Linked DNA regions of Lactuca sativa: region 2 is linked to region 1. A link is a contact called in public Hi-C data. All regions are on one chromosome and are shown on one strand. Each heading gives the region's core, a stretch centred on a gene start, on an enhancer-like site or on the middle of the called end of the contact. The rest is flanking DNA. Distances are from core to core; before and after follow the strand shown.

The links. Hi-C and Micro-C count contacts between places; a contact is called where the count stands out from the background.
Region 2: a Hi-C map of leaf shows a contact between it and region 1, with 10 times the contacts expected there. The contact joins the promoter of LOC111899361 here to the promoter of LOC111885937 in region 1. A contact is called at or near these places in 4 of 4 Hi-C or Micro-C datasets (bud, leaf and seed).

What each region holds. Positions count from the first base shown.
Region 1 is chr1:97,255,679-97,260,744 of Lsat_Salinas_v11, forward strand. It overlaps LOC111885937 (APO protein 4, mitochondrial), which reads right to left and starts at 3,378. Exons shown (of 3, transcript XM_023882176.3): 1 at 3,234-3,378; 2 at 2,633-2,888; 3 at 1,663-2,502. The coding sequence starts at 2,886. The coding sequence ends at 1,779.
Region 2 is chr1:97,664,590-97,669,287 of Lsat_Salinas_v11, forward strand. It overlaps LOC111899361 (formin-like protein 2), which reads left to right and starts at 1,970. Exons shown (of 4, transcript XM_023895201.3): 1 at 1,970-3,118; 2 at 3,210-3,409; 3 at 3,507-3,736; 4 at 3,844-4,698. The coding sequence starts at 2,076. The coding sequence ends at 4,623.

The sequences.
Region 1 (5,066 bases), core at 2,128-4,627:
TTTAACCGGATTTACCATATTTTTCTTATATATTTAAATTTATAAAAAAAAAATCTATCCATAATTATCAAAAAGAGGCCATTGGAGGGAAAACATTTGGAAGAGGGTCTAAGAAAATGTCACGTGGCAAAAAAACTACTCTTTTATTAGATTTAGATTTTTTGACTGAGAAAATAGAGGTGGGAAGAGTCGTTGGGAAGCATGGTGATTAAATTTAGTCTTTAGATTCAGGGAAGAAGCCCGAAAAACATGCATCTAAGCATGTGACTTAAGTGTGATATATATATATATATATATATATATATATATATATATATATATATATATATATATATATATATATATATATATATATATATATATATATATATATATATATATATATATATATATATATATATGCCTTAGGCAAAACAAACAAAAATATAAATTTTATAGAGAAATTAAATAATCTCCTACTTTTTGTTCCTACTTATCTTTCTACCCAATAAAATTATGACATGTGTTATATTTGGATAAGATTAATAATTTTTTAATATACTTATCATTATTTCAAATGTATAGGAAGATATTTAGGAAGAAAAATAGAAGCATATTTAATTTCTCAATTTTATATTGCATTACTGTCCAAAAAAAATGACTATCAAAATGAATGGGGAAAGAAATTAAAAATAAATGTAAAAAACCTATATACCTTCTCATAATGATAGTTGTCCACGTTTATTTTTTCAAAAAAAAAAAAGAAAAAAAAAAGCTCTTAAACAAGTAGGTTACTTGGTACCACAATTTATCATATTTTTGGTCGTATATTTTTTTCTCATCTTCTCTCACCCTAGAAAACTAATAGAAAATGATACCACACACACCATATTTTGTTAAAATAAAATTTAATAATTATATAAATATTTAAAATACATATTTAATTAAAGCAATTACATAGCTAAAAACAAAAATTAAATAAAAATGATACAAATTAAGTTTAACAGTAATACTTTTCATGATTTTCGCTCTAACCCTAAAAATCATCTCGAGTTAGTTTTTGAAGAGATGATCGATGTTGTGCGTTAAAAATTCCATAGCGCAAGTTTTTTTGTTTTCCACTCATGCTCTTTGCTTCTCATCTCGAGCTTTCTTTTTCTCATCCAATTTCTCCTTTTCGAAATTCAATCGAGTTTCAAAATTCAAATTCTAAATTTTGAAACTACTAGCGACCCATCGAACGATAGCCATGTTGTTTAGTGGATGCCAAGTTGGCAATGGATCGGTTGTCATATTGAAAAAAGTACAACATAATGTCAAACCATTTATGGCCAAAAATTAGGAAGTCAAAGGAACTCACGAAACATTTGAAAATGGATATATTGTAATGGAATACAATGGGCTACAAGATTGGTTGCTAAGATTGTTTTGGTTTGATGTATTCCTCTAGATCGGTAAGAGTGTTTTGGTGGATTTTTCCTTAGTAAAAAGGTTACAAATGTCTAATTTCACATACATAGAACAAAATTGAAACTCGAGTAATTAGAACAAAAAGTATAAAAACCACAAGTTAAACGATTATCAAACTTGATTACTATTTAGGCATTTCCCCTTTTTATACGACTTCCTTCAATAAGCTATATATGGGTTAATGTCAGTTATGAGAATGAAGGTATTAACGTCTTTTGCACAAACAAGACAAAAACTTTCATTTTCTTTCACAGTCTAAATCTAAGTCTCAGTCAGTCTGATATATATCAAACACAGTACAACATGTTATGTAATGTCTTTAATGGTCATCAGCGAGTCTTAAATGCCACATCAGCAGATAACCCTTGAAGTTTCATCATACAATAATACTTAATCGGTGCCACCGCACCACCTTTCGTACACAAATCAACCACCGCGGGGGCATGTCCGTAAAATGACCGCCACTTATCCTCAAGAACAACCGGATCTTGAGGCCTACGAAACCACACCACCTTTTCAGGCACCAAATCATCAACCTCTGCTTTTTTCCAAAAATGCCCTCCACGCCACCTCTCATACTTAAACACCCCACACAATCGCGCCTTATGTCCAGATGGGCCCACGTGAACCTCCGAACAATATTTACAAACTTTAGCCGAATAAACCATCATCAACTTTTGAACACCCGATCTAACCACCTCCCATGCCTTTAAAGTTCCTTCCGAAATTACCCTCAGATCATTGGGTGATAAAGATTCAACATTTAAACATTCAATTTTGTTTCCGGATATACCCTCGTGGTCAAAATCAAAATCGGCACCTGCTTGGAGCGCGAGTTCAAGAATTGCGGGTATTCGGTTGTAATCGAATCTTTCATCGTGTTTGATCACATTTTGGAACATGGTTTTTAGGTGGAATGTGTTTACAGGGACAAGAATGTCATTTATACCTCCTTTGATCCATTCGTGGGGTTTGTTCTTGGAATGACGTTTGTACCCATGGCAGGTTTTGATTGCGTGACCCTTTTCACCAATGTATACTTCTTGACAGAATCTGTAAGTGGAAGATAGTGTATATGTGTGTTTAATCAATCATCAAACCAATTGTATGTTTATTTTAAAGAAACAAAATGTATCGAAAAAGAAGAAGAAGAAGAAGACAGTGAATGAGAGATAGAGAATACTTGCAAGACCAGATGGGTATTACTTGGAGAAGAGTGGATACGCCTTGAATCAAAAGGCTTCTTGATCTAACGACATCATAAGCAACAGGGATCATGTCTTTTACTGGATAATATTTGGCTCGATTCTCGATCCTCTTCAGAATCATTGGCCTCAGTTTCTTAAAATCTACTTTTGGATTTGATCTGTAGTGTCGAGTGATCCCAATTAACCCTTGCACCATGATTGTGTTACACCATAGTCTCGGATTCTTCATAGCTGCCATATATGTATATTATATCAAATGAGAAGCTTTTACAAATGTATAATGGATATATACAATCATTCGAACCCTAGAAATTCCTTCGTCGGGATCAAATGAAGACTCTTTAAAAATGGTAACATTCAATGTGATTTCTGAATTCAGTTCGCAATTGATCGACTTAGCCTTCAAATGAAACATGAAATTGATTTCATGATCAACAAACATCAACGAGACTAATGAGCATGAGGCAAAGGAAATACGGCCAGGTAAAAAAATTAAAAAGCAGGAAGTTAAGATACGTAGGAAAACCTCTAAACACAAATTAATGAAGAAAGATGAAGAGATTTTGATGTAGTTACTTGTGCAGGTGCTCGGATTTGGAGATTCGCTGCTGTGAATGCGAAGACGATGAAGGTAGCTAGGTGTTGTGGACTTCTGAATCACCAATATCAGTTATCCAAATGGGCTTCATTGCTGACCCAAAGCCCATTATCCGAATTGGCCTTGTTGTTGACCTAAAGCCCGGTTAAGCCCATTGTACGTTCACATAAAAATGTCATTATTATTTTGAAAAGGTTTTTTATATTTTGAAAAATGTCATAAATATATGCATATATATCACGTGAATGTGTTGAAATTTATATATGCGCTTGATCTTAAACTTTTGAATGGTTGTTTCAATCTGATTTTCCACAATTTCCTTTCCATTTTATGCCTTTCGTTTTGGCAAATGGATAATATTAAAAGGGTTTAGGTCAATTTTAGTCACTTAACTTTTGGTTTTGTGCTCATTTGGTCACTTAACTCTTTTTAAGTTTTAAAAGGTCATCAAACTTTTGCCTTTGTACTCATTTAGTCACTTAACTTTTGGCTTGGTCATATTTAGTCACCTAACTTTTAAAATTGTGCTCATTTAGTCACTAAACTTTTAAATTTTTTCAAAAGTTTAGTGACTAAATAGGCACAAATTTAAAAGTTAGGTGACTAAATGAGCACAAATCTGAAAGTTAAGTGACCAAAACAAAAGTTAAGTAACTAAATGAGCATATCAAAAGTTTGATGACATTTTAAAACATAAAAAAAGTTAAATGACCAAATGAACACAAAACCAAAAGTTAAGTGAACAATTTAGACCTAAACCCAATATTAAAACTAGAATAGATTTATCACACATTATCAACCCAATGAACACTTCAATCACTAGTAAACTCGTATTTATGTTGCTCCGTTCATTGTGGCAAAGAATTTCTTTTCAATTAATAAAAACTCATTGTGGCAAAGAATTTCTTTTCAATTAATAAAAACGAATGTTGTAAAAAAAAGTTATGTAAGGGACAACAAACATCACTTTATAATATACTAAGGGATCAAAATCAAATCTTATAAAATACTAATAATTTAACTTTAAAATTATGAAAAATGAAAATCATTAAATCAAAATTTCTTTAAGAAAATGAGTGTAAATTTGAAAATCTGCTATGACTATGCTTGGACAAAATCATTATTTTTAGATATATGTTTATTTTGTTTCTTGTATCGTGTATTTGTATGTTGTAAAAGTTATAATGTAATTCAGCTTGTGAAATACAGAAAAGCAAAATCCTAAGATGTTAAATAAACAATAAAAGAAATTGATCATGTAAAATAAGATGAAATCCAACTATTAAGAACATCTTAAAACTTATAATCCATTCATGAACCTAAATAAGAACATTTGTAACTAAAGAAAACATTGTCAAAAGGAACAAATATTTTCATGAGGTTTTTTTTTTTCAAATAGAACCAAAAACCTCCAAGCTATCATGAGATTTGTATTCTTTGCATGTCTCATAAAATAAATAAAAATATTATTAGTATTATATAGTTGTATAAGTATTGATATCTTTTTATGAAATAAAACAAAAAAAAAAATGAAAATTAAGCCAACCTTTTAGAGTTGGATGTTTCGCTTGGATGGAAACCTTGAGATGAACACGTTGTCCATATAGACACCAACGCAAACACATGTGTCTTCTTTTAAACTCATCCGATCGTCTAGACATAAATACTCACTCCATTGTGAAAAAACAAAATCATAGTTTTCAATTCTCTTGCATATGCTACAAATTCTTTTCAGCGCTTCTAGATAACTATTTTGATCCACATAAACATATGAAATTTCCACGTGATATAATTCAATTTTTTTTTTAAAT
Region 2 (4,698 bases), core at 720-3,219, 410 kb after region 1:
GGTCTAAGAAGGGGTTTTTACGGTCCAAGAATGTTCTTGGGTCGTAAACTCAAGTGTGACTCATTTGTATATGTTTTGGTGCATCTTATAAAGGAATATAAGGTTCTATGTACTCATGGAAGCTCATGGAAGCTTTTGGAGGTGTTTAAGGGGCAATCTAACACCTTAAAAGGTGTTTATGGTCTATGAATGAGGGTTTACAGTACAAGCATGTTCTTGGGCCGTAAACTCATGTTTACCCCCTAAATAGTAAGATTTTGGTACTCTAAGTCCATTCCTGCAAGTCCAAAGGTCTTAACTAAGCACTAGAAGTGATTTGGAAGGGTTTTGGGGTTCCAAAACCCCATTTATAGGTGTTCACGGTTTGGGGAGGTTCCTAGACCGTAAACACAAGCTCTTGGTCCTATTTCATGATTTAAACACGAATTTGAAAGCCAAACATGTTATACTATGAGCTAGGATGGATTTCTTACCAGATTGGAGCTTGAAATGGATGATTTTGGATCAAAGTCGAGTTTTAGAGAGAGAGTAGTGAGAGAAAGTGTTTTAAGAGAGTGAAAAAGCTTCAAAATGTGGTCACTCAATCCCTTATATAGGGGTTGATTTAAACACGTGGAGAACCCGAACTTGCCGCATGACAACTTTGTCCCAGACAAAATGGATGAAAATATCAATATTATTCTTTGTTTTCTGGTGTTAAATCGGATTGGCGGACAAGTATACTACCTGAATGTTGTCATGGTATACAAGGATGGAGGTGGGGGCACGATACAACCCGCGAAGAAGGTTGTACAACAAACACGTCTCAAGAATAACATTAGCTACAGTTTGGTATTCAACTTTGTGTTTGTATAAAGAAACGATACCTTGTCTTTTGAAATCCTCTTATTATAATCGAATTATTGTTTACTTCTATTGTTTGATTGGAACCCTGTTTATGTGCAAATTCAAATTCACGAGAGATGATTCGGTTTCTGTTCTTGCTATCAAGACCTACACATACACACATACGCGCACATAAAGAGTGCTTAAATAAAGAAAGAAGGGAAAGAAGAACATGTGATTATTGAGCGTAGAATAAAGGGGAAAAGATTTATAAAGTTAGGCAACCACCACCTGTATTGGCCACATCATGATCCTTAGACCATCTCCAATGCATTAAACTCATATGAGTTCAATGGATTGACACATATACATTCCACTTACTATACAACTTTACCCATTAAACTCTATACTCCATTAAACTCTATACAATTCAATAGATTATCACATCATTTATCGTTTTCTTTTTCTTTATTGTTATTTTAAAAAAAATTAATTAGCATGAAATTAAAAATTAAAAACTACAATTAAAATTAACATTAATTTAAAATAAAAAAATAAAAAATAATATATATATATATATATATATATATATATATATATATATATATATATATGTGTGTGTGTGTGTGTGTGTGTGTGTGAGGAGAGAGAATATAGAGTTCAATGGGGATTGAACTCCCCATTCCATTGAATCCTAGTCATTTTCCTACAATGGAGATTTTGGGTTTAATGAGATTAAACTCACCATTAAACCCTCCATTGAACTCCCATTGGAGATAGCCTTAGATAACAACATCTTCTCCGCCTAATTTTATGACATATTAGACATCTTATTTCAGACTAGAAAGACAAAATAAATCATAAAGTTCTTATCATACCTCTAGAAAGCCATAAAATAAGTTAAGAAATCATTTAAACCAATTAAAAAAAACTTGTTGTCTAATGGTGACATTAAGCCATGCAATTAAACTTGTAAAAAAAAAAATTTAAAAAAGAAAATTGTTCCAATAAAAATAATATTTGTTATCTTGTTTTTATAGAAAACATACAGGTAAGGGGGTGTTTTCCTACATTAAAAGTTTGAGCTACCCCTAGACCCAACAAAATCCTCCCACTCACTTGAAGTAGTTGCTGACTTTGTTTGTCACTACCTTCATTTAATAATTAAATAGAATATATTGTTACTACTACTTTTGTTCTAAAAACACACTCTCAAACTGCTTCTTCTTCCATTTGCAAATAAATTTTAAATGGCTCCTCAAATCATCTTTCTCCTATTGCTATTACTACTACTACTCTCTTCCCATTCCTCCTCCTCCCGCCGGATCCTCCATCAACCTTTCTTTCCGGTCATCGATTCTCCTCCTCCACCACCACACGTCACCACCCAAACTCCGTCGCCTTCTCCTTCCCCTTCTCTACAACCACAACCACAACCACAACCTCAACCCAAACATCCTTTCTCTTCACTAACACCACCAGAAACTGACAACAACCGCCGTTTCTTCCCTTCATACACCTCCCCACCAGAGTCTTCCACCACCACAACCACCGTCCCTTCCACTTCTCTCCCCACTTTCCCTGCAAATATCTCTTCCATTATTCTCCCATCGTCATCGTCTTCCAAATCCCATGTCTCCACAAAGCTTCTTCTTATTTCCCTCGCTTTCTCCCTCCTTGCTATCGCGTTTATTGCTGCGGTGGTTGTCTCCCTTGTGTACCACCGCAACCATAGTCACAAACCTCCACCTTCCGATAGTCTCCGGTTGTTTCCGGCTAACCTCCCCACCTCTGACAAACCTCCACCGCCTCCTACTCTTCCACCAAACTTCTCCACCCCCAGCTCCGAGTTTCTTTATCTTGGTACACTCGTTAGTCCCTTGCACGACCAAAAACTTCTCAAAACATCCGGTCACATGACCAATGCCTCCGCCTCAGCCGCCGCCACTTCAATCGATTATAACATGTTGGGTTCGCCAGAGCTCCACCCGCTCCCGCCATTACCCCGACAAGACTTCCATCACCAACACAACCTGGACGAGGGTTCTTTCACCGACTCCGAAGTGGAGGATCTTGGAGATTTCTTGTCTCCAAAAGGATCTCCGGTAGCGTTTCAACGCCACAAGACGGTGTTGCCACCTCCACCTCCTCCGCCACCGCCATCTGGGTTCTGCGGAACACAAAGAAAAGAAGAGATTTTGAAGCCAAAGTTGAAACCTTTACAATGGGATAATGTAAGAGCAAGCTCAGAGAAGGCAACGACATGGGATCACTTCAAATTAAGCTCTTTTCAGTGAGATTCATCATCTTCTCTGCTACCTCCATTAATCTCTTCATTACATCGCTGAATTTCTACATCTAATCGCGATAATATAATCACATAGGTTGAACGAAGAAACGATACATACATTGTTCATGGCGAACTCATCCAAACCTGCATCAAACCCTGGCATCGATCAAAAGATGGTTGCCGATGTAACCCAAAAGAACATTGTCCTTGACCCACACAAATCCAGAAACATCGTTATACTTTTGAGGGCGCTTGATTTAACCATCGATGAAGTCTGTGAATCCATTCTTCAAGGTATCACCAAACAATTCCACTTATCCTACTTAATTTAATTTCTTGATTCAATCATATATTCATATTTAATCCGGTGTTAATTATTGTATATAAACAGGTAACGTTGATACCTTAGATTCTGAGTTACTTGGGAGCTTGTTGAAGATGGCTCCAACCATGGAGGAAGAAACTCGCTTAAAGGAATTCGATGATCTTGATCCAGCCGAGAAGTTTCTGAAAGCAGTTATCCAAATACCATTCGCATTCAAGAGGGTGGATGCCATGCTCTACATATTAAACTTCGATAATGAAGTTGAGTATCTCAAGGGATCCTTTAAAACCATTGAGGTATATATAACTATATACACCACCTTTTGCTGTTTTGATTTTTGAATCCATGGAAGTCATGTAATCGATTTCATATGTTAAAAAACTTTGTTTCATGGTATTTCCAGATGGCTTCTCGGGAGCTTAGGAACAGCAGGATGTTTATAAAGCTGCTCGACGCTGTGTTAATGGCAGGAACCCAGATGAATGACGGAACTACCCATGCCTTGAAGCTCGATGCTCTTCTCAAGCTTGTACACGTGAAGGGCAACGATGGAAAAACAACACTCCTCCATTTTGTCGTACAAGAGATCATTCGAGAAGAAGGTTTTCACCTTTCGGGTGGAGAAAATAATAAAAAATCAGAGCTTTGTGATGAGGTGGAGTTCAGGAAACGTGGTCTTGAAGTTGTTTCGAGTCTCGGTGGTGAGCTTTCAAGTGTTAAGAAAGCTGCAGCCATGGATTCCACCTTGCTTTCGAAGGAAGTAGAAAGGTTAGCGATGGGGTTAACCAAGGTTGGTGAAGTGGTGGGTTTAAACGAACAGATTGGATCGAATGAAAGATTCTCAGACTCCATGAACGTGTTCTTGAAGAAAGCGAAGGGTGATCTGGTTAAGATTGTTGATCAAGAGCGGCTATCCATTTCAATGGTGAAGGAAGCTACTGAATACTTTCATGGGGAGTATTCTGCCATGGAAGAAGGTGAAGCTTTGAGGATTTTTATAGTGGTGCGTGAGTTCTTGTCAGTTCTTGATCGAGTTTGTAAGGATGTTGGGAAGATGAATGAGAGAAGCACAGTTGGGATCCCCTTATTGCGAATGAGTCAAAGTCTTCCTGTATTTCCTAAGTACAATGGAGGACAACAGTTTGGGTCATCAGATGGAGAAGATGAGTCAGTTTCGGTGTAATTGGTTCTAGGCTTTAATTGTAGGTTTTGTTGCTCAATTGCAATGTTGGCAACTCTTCGACCATCTGTATAAATT